3 separate regions of the Sus scrofa genome follow, and all the other regions are linked to region 2. Evidence: chromatin contacts called from public HiChIP or PLAC-seq data. All regions are on one chromosome and are shown on one strand. Each heading gives the region's core, a stretch centred on a gene start, on an enhancer-like site or on the middle of the called end of the contact. The rest is flanking DNA. Distances are from core to core; before and after follow the strand shown.

Region 1 (2,908 bases), core at 381-2,880, 200 kb after region 2:
ACTCCAAAGAAGTTTAGCAGAGCAAAGAGCATCATGCTCTGTCTTCGGATGCAGCAGGCAGCCTTCAGTGAGGGCTCCCGAAGTGACAGACGACAGAGATGTGCATTCACGGCCCAAGATCCTCAAACTACGCCCTGGTGTATAATGTCCCCAAGGCCCCAGAGAAGTTCTGTTAGGCAGGCAGGAAGATGAAAATAACAGACAGACACTCAGCACATCGTTCTCCCTCAAGACAGACACTCACGCCCACAGGGTGTGGAGACTGGGGACGTACCCTGCGAGCTCCGAGCAGAGTGGGCTAAGCCAGGCCCACAGAAGGTGTGAAAGGCACCCTGGAGAAGTTGGGGACAGGGAAGGAAGCCACTCAGATGGCCCCAGAAGATCTGCGGAAGGCACAGTTTCAGAGTCTGTGCTGTTCACACCCAAGGAGGGCAAAGTAAACCCACAGGAGCTTAAGTCGTGATGCTGTGATCGGCCACACAGCTGGTGACAGGAATTAGCCATACTCAAGACAGAGGGCCAGACACAAACACCCAGATTGCGGCCATGCCCTGACACCGGAGCGCAGGGCGAGGAAAGTCAGAGAGGGCGGAGGAGAGGGCAAGGTTAGACGTGGAAGAGGCAGACATGCGTCTCAGGCATCCAGGGATGTTAGACAGGAGACCCAGAGTAAGACCAGGCACCCAAAACTGAATCTGGATTCCAGGGCACGACTGAGGACTTGGGGCACTGATCTCGGACCTCCTCTCAGGCCAGGCAAAGACAACTAGGCAGCAAGCAGAGGACCGAGGGGTATACATCCCAGCTCGGCCAAAACCCAAGCGATGCAGTGAGCACCACCGCCCAGGCAGCGGCTGAAGGTCCCGGGCACGGCCACTCTCTCAGACCGGGAGGGAGGCACCAACACCCATATGCACAGAGCAAGTCGGGGCGCCGAGGGAGAGTGACGGGAGACAGGAACCCAGCCAGGCTCTGGTAACCCCCCAAAGCACCTCCTCCGGAGATAACTTCCCCAGACCCCAAGGGGGCAGCCCTCGGCCCGTGAGCCTGAGCTGGGACCCCCATCCTGGTTTCCAGGGGAAAGCGATGTGGAGCCAGAAGGCTTGGGGAGTCCCAGTCTCCTGAGCGAGGTTCAAGGGCTGGGGGGCGCGGGGTCGCAACCGCCTATCTCCCTCCTTCCCTCCGGGACGCGAGCCCAAAGGGCATCTTACCAGCGCCCGCGAGGCCAGTGCCCCCCGGCTGGCCAGCTGCTGCACGCGGGGTGCTCCGGGGCCGCCTCCCCGCGCCCGCGCCGGGGGCCCCCGTCCTCCGCCGCCGCCGCCTCCTCCTCCTCGGGCTGCAGCTGGCTCGGCGGGCAGGTCCCGGCGCTCTCGGCGCGGGGCCGGGGCCGGGGGCGGCTGCTCCGCGCCGCCAGCCGCTGCGCCCCCGCGGCGCTCCCCGGCCCCGGAGTCTAGGCTGCTGAAATTCCACACGACCAGCGTCTGCAGTAGCAGCACGGTGAGCGCCGCGAGCAGCGCCGAGTGCGAACGCCGGGCCAGCCTCCGGGCGCACGGCGCCGCCACCATCTTCGGAGCGCGGCGGGCGAGCGGGGCGCGGGGACCCCGGGCGCTCCGGGCCGCCCCCGCGCTCCCCGCGGCTCCCGCGGCCGCCGCTGCCGCTTGGGCTCCCGCTCGGGCCGCCGCCGCCGCCGCCTCCTCGGCTCGCCGGTGCTCCTCCTCCGCCGCCGCCGCCGCCGCCGCCGCTGCCGCCGCCGCCGCCGCCGCCGCCTCCACCGCCGCGGCGCGGAGTTTTCAGACGGGCAGGGACCCGGACGTCACCAGGAGGAGGGGAAGGCGGGGAGGCGGGGAGCCGGAGGCCGCGGAGGGGGGCGGCGGGCGCGCGCGCTCGGGCGGGGCGCGCGGGGAGGGCGGGGGCCTAGGCCGCGGGGCTCCCCCTCCCCACACCCCCTTCTGAGGGAGGGGGTCTCGCGGGATGGGGAATGGGCTGGGGGGACGCGGGCCCCGGCGGAGAGGGGCGGGGCGTGGGGGCGGAGCGACGGAGGAAAAAGCAGGAGGGAGAGGAAGGGGGTGGGGGCGAGCGGAGGGGACCGACACCCGCCCGGACGCGAGCCGGAGTGGGTGGGGGAGAGGGGGACAGTCCCCGCAGCAGAGAAGGCCGGGCAGGGGCAGAAAAGCCTGAGGAGCTTCGGGTGAGGGTGGGCCCGCGCAGGATCAAGGGGAGGTCGGAAGCTCCAGGGGTCCTGAGATCCTGCCTTCCATGTGGGAGGCAAGCACGAGGCAGCTGAGTGGAGCCGCCTCCCCGCCCCGGAGTTGCGGTCCAGGTGTCTTCTTTGGGCACAGAGACTGCTTGGCAGGTGGAGACGCGAAAAAAGTGTCTGGAGTGTCAGAGCCAGGGAAGGGTCTCAAGCGGTGGATCCCTGAATCCCGAGATCCCTGGCTTGAAGGGGCAGGGAGGAGGCCACAAATAAGAATCCGTGAGTGATGACTCCTGAATCATACCCCACCCCCTAGTGCCAATGATGTCCTAAGTGCTTCATTGAGTCATTTCTTTGATCCCTGAGGACAAACGGGTCAGGAGACTTCCAAATCCAGTTGGCGAGCACGTGCCCTAGTGGGAAAAGGGAGAGACCCAGTGGAGTTTCTCATCCTTCACATGCTGCAAGCCCCAAAGTCTTGCCCCAGTCTTCCACTAGGTCCTGCTTCACCTCCGACCTGAAGCCTGCCTGCCTGCCCGCAAAGGGCTCAGCTCCTGGGAGAACTGGTCTTGCCTCCTAAACTGGAGGCTGGACTGGACTGGACTGTCCGGTGACCTTGAGCAGGGAGAACTCCTCCCTGGGCCTGAGCTTCCTCTCTCAATGAGGGTTTAAGCTGGCAACCCCAACGGACTCAAATTTCATCACCAGCCTTCT
Region 2 (2,740 bases), core at 214-2,713:
GGGCCGTGCCTCCATTCTTGTAACCCAAACTCCACTAATATTCCTCTTTTCCCTTCTTTTTGTCCAGAGGCCCTTGAAGACTCCCCAAGCAGCCTTTCAGGCAAATTTTCTGAGCACTCGCTGTTTGCCAGGCATGATATGCAAATGATGACTCACTGGACACTGACGATCAGCCCGTAAGGAGGTACTGCTTTCATTCTTGCCCTTATATCTCCTTTAACCTTTCGAAACAACTTTCAAGGCAAGGACTATTAGTTCCCCATCTTACAAAAGAGGGGGAAAAGCTTGGGGATGTTCAGTGCTTTGCCCAATGTCATCTAGGGGAGGCCGTGGACTTGCACCTGCCTGATTCTAAAACTTGCTGTAGGACTTGTCATTGTGGCGCAGTGGCAATGAATCTGACTAGTACCCATGAGAACTCGGGTTCGATCCCTGCCCTCAGTGGGTTAAGAATCCAGCGTTGCCGTGAGCTGTGGTGTAGGTCGCAGATGAGGCTCGGATCCTGCGTTGCTGTGGCTCTGGCGTAGGTGGGCAGTTGTAGCTGTAGCTCTGACTCGACCCCTAGCCTGGGAACTTCCATCTGCCTTGGGTGTGGCCCTGTAAAGCTAAATTAATAAAACTTGCTGAGAAGTCAACGGAGAAGCCTTTAGCCCCCCCTTCTCCACGGGCGAGGGGGTGTGGTATCTCTCTCTTTGCTTGGAGTAGCCTAGGTTGGGACGGAGCCGAGTGAGGGGATGGCATTCAATCAAGCTCTTGACAGAGATTCCAGTTCTCTTCCTTCCAAGCACATGACACGACTGTACTTTCCATTCCCTGAAAATTAGGCACAGCTGAGCAACTTGCTGCGGCCAAGACAAGCGCCCGGGGCCGGGACCTGGTCGGACACATCCCTCCTTCCCCCGAAGCAGCCAGCCACCCTCCTGACGGTGAAGGCCTTGCATCCCCAAGTGAGGCCGGGGTGGAAGAGAAACCACAGACACGGGCAGAATAAACCTCTTGCTTTCTGTCACCGAGGTCTGGGGCATCTTTGTCATAGTAGCATGGTCAAGCTCATCCTGATTAATATAGGAGCCTGCCTGACCTGCCTCCTTCCTCCCAGCTGTCCTAAGGTACAGGAGTCAATTTATTATTATTATCGTGTGCCTCTAACAGTCGGAAAATCAGCTGGATGACTCCTGCTTGCCTGAGAACATGAATTTAAATGCTGTTCCTAAGCCCGTTTGCAAGAAGTTATTGAGAGGCGGAGAGTGAGCAGAAGGGCCTCTGCCCTCGTAGCCATCCACGTCCTTTCATCAGACACGTCCTAAGTACGATTCTTGGGTTGTTCTCTTTTCTTGTGAACTGACCAGTCTGTCCCCAGAACAGAAAACCTCCATAAACCACTGGTTTCAGAAAGGCATGTTCTTCACCACTTTCTGGCAGAACTTCTCCAAGCAAAACCAGACACAGGAAACGCTGCAATCAACGACACTCATCTGGCCGTCAGAGAATGGCCCGTTCCTCTGGCTGATTTGTGCTATCAGGACCAGGCGCCATCGTATCAATTCCAACACGCCGCCTGATTAACAAGCGTCGTCTACACAGAGACGCCCCCACCTCGGGGATGGTGAGCTCGCTAGGGCCCCTGGCCAAGTGCCCAGCCCCAGATGCCACTCAGCTCCCACGGGAAATCAAAGGATTCACGTAGAAGAGGGAAGGGAAATACTTTGTCTTCTGGAATGACGAGCGCCCACATGTGAGACAGCTTCCAGAAAAGTCAGAGTCAGTAAGAATTGGGCATCACTCAGAGGCCCGAGAGCACTTGTCCTGCTGAGTTGGGGCTGTTTTCTCCAGCAGCTGATGAGTTCTTCTACCCCTTTCTCCAGGAGTTTTCTTTTCTTTTCTTTTTTTCTTTCTTCTTTTTAGGGCCATACATGCAGTATATGGAGGTTCCCAAGCTAGGGGTCAAATCGAAGCTGTAGCTGCCAGCCTACACCACAGCCACAGCCACAGCCATGTGGGATCCGAGCCATATCTGCGACCTACGCCACAGCTCATGGCAATGCCAGATCCTTAACCCACTGAGCGAGGCCAGGGATCAACCCCATATCCTCATGGATCTTAGGTTCTTAACCCACTGAGCCACAACAGGAACTCCCCTCCCCGAGTTTTCTTTCTCTTTGGTACATTTTATTTTATTGAGGTAAGAACACTTAACATGAGCTCTATACCCTCTTCACAAACTCTCTCTCTCTCTATTTTTTCGGCTGTCCCCTCAGCATATGGAAGTTCCTGGGCCAGGGATCAAACCTGTGCCACAGCACTGACCACGCCAGATCCTTAATCTGTGGTACCACAAGGGAACTCCTTAACAAACTTTAAGTGCACAATACAGTATCATAGCTACCTACAGGTGCGATGTTGTACAGAAGAGGTCCAGAAGGTAATCATCCTGCAGAATGGAGACTTTATGCTCGTCGATTAAAAATTCCCCACTTCTATGGAGTCCCTGTTGTGGCTCAGTGGGTTAAGAACCCGACATAATGTCTGTGAGGATGCAGATTCGATCCCTGGCCTCCCTCAGTGGGTTAAGGATCTGGCGTTGCTGTGAGCTGTGACATAGGTTGCAGATACGGCTCGCATCTGGCATTGCCATGAGCTGCGGTGTAGGCTGGCAGCTGCAGCTCCTATGCAACCCCTATCCTGGGAACTTCCATTGCCACAGGTGTGGCTGTAAAAAGACAAAAAAAAAAAAAAAATT
Region 3 (2,700 bases), core at 123-2,622, 180 kb after region 2:
AGGCCGGTGGCTACAACTCCGATTCGACCCCTAGCCTGGGAACCTCCATGTGCCGCGGGAGCGGCCCAAGAAATAGCAACAACGACAACAACAAAAGACAAAAAGACAAAAAAAAAAAAAGACCATCGGAGGCAGAACGGTTTTGGACAAGCAACAGGAAACTGTTTTTGTCTGTCCAGGTCCCCCTCCACATCATGTAACGTCTACGCCAGTCAACATTTCAGGCTTTAGGCAAACGGGGCTGATGAATACGCTGAAGGGGTTGCAGGGCCCCTTACACAGGAGAGCGCTTTACAGCGGCCCCGGCTCTTGTCCCTCCCCAGCTGACGTTCTATGCCCTTCATCCTGTCGGTCACACTGTCCCCCTCTTCCTCCAATCCCTGCCTAATCCCCTTCTATTCACTGTAGCCTAAATGTCCACTTGTCAGAAAAGCCTGTCCTGACGACCCCCTCTACACATGCTCACGTCCTCCCAGGACGGGAGCTACAGGCGGGGCTGGGACACTGTTTTGTCCGCTGCTCCTAGCACAGTGCCTGGTACACAGCAGGTCCCCAGTAAGACTGCAAGTGAAGTGTCTGTGAACGGCCTGGATAAAGCTACAGCAATGCAGGCATGCAATCCTTCCAGCACAGGATGCATGGCAGATCAGCAATGCATGCTGCTTGGAGCACGTCAAAACCGATCCCCGGCCCACGAGGTTAGCGTCCCATTCCTCCCAGAGAGTAGCCCTGTGCTTAGCAAGGTAGAAGCCCCTTTCCCAGTTCCCCAAGGGCCACCCTCCAGTCCCCAGCCCAACTCTAGGCCCAGGAGAATGCCGGCTTTACAAGAACCAGGAAGGCATCAGAGCTGACGGGCCAGGCTCTTTGCAAACCTGCACGAGTGTCAATGTATTACACAGGACAACAAAACACCCCGCCGGCCAAATTATTTGTTGTTTTTCGTAGGGCCGCACCTGCAGCATATGGAGGTTCCCAGGCTAGGGGTCGATTTGGAGCCACAGCTTCCAGCCTCCACCACAGCCACAGCAAAGCCATATCCGAGCAGCATCTTCCACCTACACCACAGCTCACGGAAACACCAGATCCTTAACCCATTGAGAGAGGCCAGGGATCGAACCCACGACCTCATGGTTACCACTGAGCCACAATGAGAACTCCCCAAATTATTCTCAAAGGCAAGAGGAAGTTGGTCAATAGGACAAAAGCACAGAAGATTTGCTCTACCTTGATGTGGGCAGGCTAAGTGATAACTTCCCCTGACCCACTTACCCAACCTAAATCATATGAAACTTCAGGGGCTCCTCCTGCTACCTACCACTTCCTTCACTCAGTAGCCACAAAAGAAGCACTGAACAAACAATGGGAGTTAGGAACATGCAGCTAGTCACAGATTCTAACCCTAGGAGGAACTAGATTAACATCACGTGCTGTGGAGTACTTAGAGGATCTTGTTGAACAACTGCTATTGTGTTTGTGTCCTGTTTCATGAATTTCTGCTTTTATTTCTACTTAGTCCCTTTCCTACATACTTTGTTGTTCTCAACGACCTTTTGAAATAAAAATTGGAGTTTTAACTCAATCATTTCATCTTTTATATTTAATGTCCAAAGCTAAAGTATTTCTAAAATAGGCTATTAATTTTCCTCTGGGCACAGTTTTAGCCTCATCCCATGGGTTTTGATTTGAGATAATCTCATTTTCATTAATCACCCTACAATCTGAAATTCCATGTTTGATTTCTCTTTTGATTTAAGAGTTATTTAGAAGAGTTTTGGTGATTTGTTTAAATGTTTTAAGCAATAGCCTTTTAGAAGCTAATTTTTAATATATCTTACTATTTTATGAATGAGGCCTATTAGGTTTCTACTTCTGAAGTACATTAGGTTTGTTTTGAGACAAATTAATTACCAATTTTAATTAGGGCATCTTAGAATATCTTTAAAAAAAAGCCTTTAAAAAGAAAAGGCCATCTCTTAGAATAAACACACACACATACACACATCTCTCTGTGAAGAGTTTCACAGAAAGCTTACCAAAAAAGTTTTATCTTTTTGAAAATAACATCCAAAGAAAGTAAATAAACTATTAGGGGGGGTGGGGTGGGGAGGGGGGCTACCAGAATTTAAGTATTAGATTTCTCTGATCTGGAAATTCCATACCCAGGAATCATACCCAAAATGGCATTGCTCTGCATCCCCATTTTATTTTTTTATTTTTATTTATTTATTTATTTATTTTTGTCTTTCTGCTATCTCTTGGGCCACTCCCACGGCACATGGAGGTTCCCAGGCTAGGGGTCAAATCGGAGCTGTAGCCTCCGGCCTACGCCAGAGCCACAGCAACACGGGATCCGAGTCGCATCTGTAACCTACACCACAGCTCACGGCAATGCCGCATCCTTAACCCACTGAGCAAGGGCAGGGACCGAACCCGCAACCTCATGGTTCCTAGTCGGATTCGTTAACCACTGCATCTCGACAGGAACTCCTGCATCCCCTTTTTAAAGAATAAAACTGAGACTGCCCAAGACTGAGTCAGATATACTATTCCATTTGAGCTGAGACAGGGTTTCTGATTCCACTAATGCCATCACCATTGAATCCAACTGTCTTCCAAAAGAACTGCTAAAGCAACTGCTGAAGTCTTCCCTTGTGACAATCCTTAAGCCTGATAATTGCACAAGGCACAACCAGAAGGGAA

The links. HiChIP or PLAC-seq counts read pairs in DNA pulled down with a chosen protein or histone mark.
Region 1: a contact with region 2 is called in an H3K27ac HiChIP or PLAC-seq map of alveolar macrophages. The contact joins the promoter of XYLT1 here to the enhancer-like site in region 2. A contact is called at or near these places in 1 of 5 promoter capture datasets (skeletal muscle), 8 of 47 Hi-C or Micro-C datasets (embryonic fibroblasts, fetal heart ventricle, mesenteric adipose tissue and 4 more) and 2 of 2 datasets of contacts at active chromatin or transcription factors (alveolar macrophages and skeletal muscle).
Region 3: an H3K27ac HiChIP or PLAC-seq map of alveolar macrophages shows a contact between it and region 2. The contact joins two enhancer-like sites. A contact is called at or near these places in 4 of 47 Hi-C or Micro-C datasets (psoas muscle, retroperitoneal adipose tissue, skeletal muscle and 1 more) and 2 of 2 datasets of contacts at active chromatin or transcription factors (alveolar macrophages and skeletal muscle).

What each region holds. Positions count from the first base shown.
Region 1 is chr3:27,490,999-27,493,906 of Sscrofa11.1, forward strand. XYLT1 (xylosyltransferase 1) reads right to left here and starts at 1,631. Exons shown (of 12, transcript XM_021086555.1): 1 at 1,212-1,631. The coding sequence starts at 1,565.
Region 2 is chr3:27,295,453-27,298,192 of Sscrofa11.1, forward strand. All of the region lies in intron 2 of XYLT1 (xylosyltransferase 1), which reads right to left. Among named protein-coding and RNA genes, the nearest start is that of XYLT1, 200 kb to the right of the region's middle. Within about 2 kb of position 1,464, at least 9 of the 83 cell types and tissues checked have an H3K27ac peak or open chromatin away from gene starts, as enhancers often do. A contact at or near this core is called in alveolar macrophages, mesenteric adipose tissue, retroperitoneal adipose tissue and 1 more, where this site is marked.
Region 3 is chr3:27,473,844-27,476,543 of Sscrofa11.1, forward strand. The region is part of intron 1 of XYLT1 (xylosyltransferase 1); the gene reads right to left. Among named protein-coding and RNA genes, the nearest start is that of XYLT1, 17 kb to the right of the region's middle. Within about 2 kb of position 1,373, at least 3 of the 83 cell types and tissues checked have an H3K27ac peak or open chromatin away from gene starts, as enhancers often do. A contact at or near this core is called in alveolar macrophages, where this site is marked.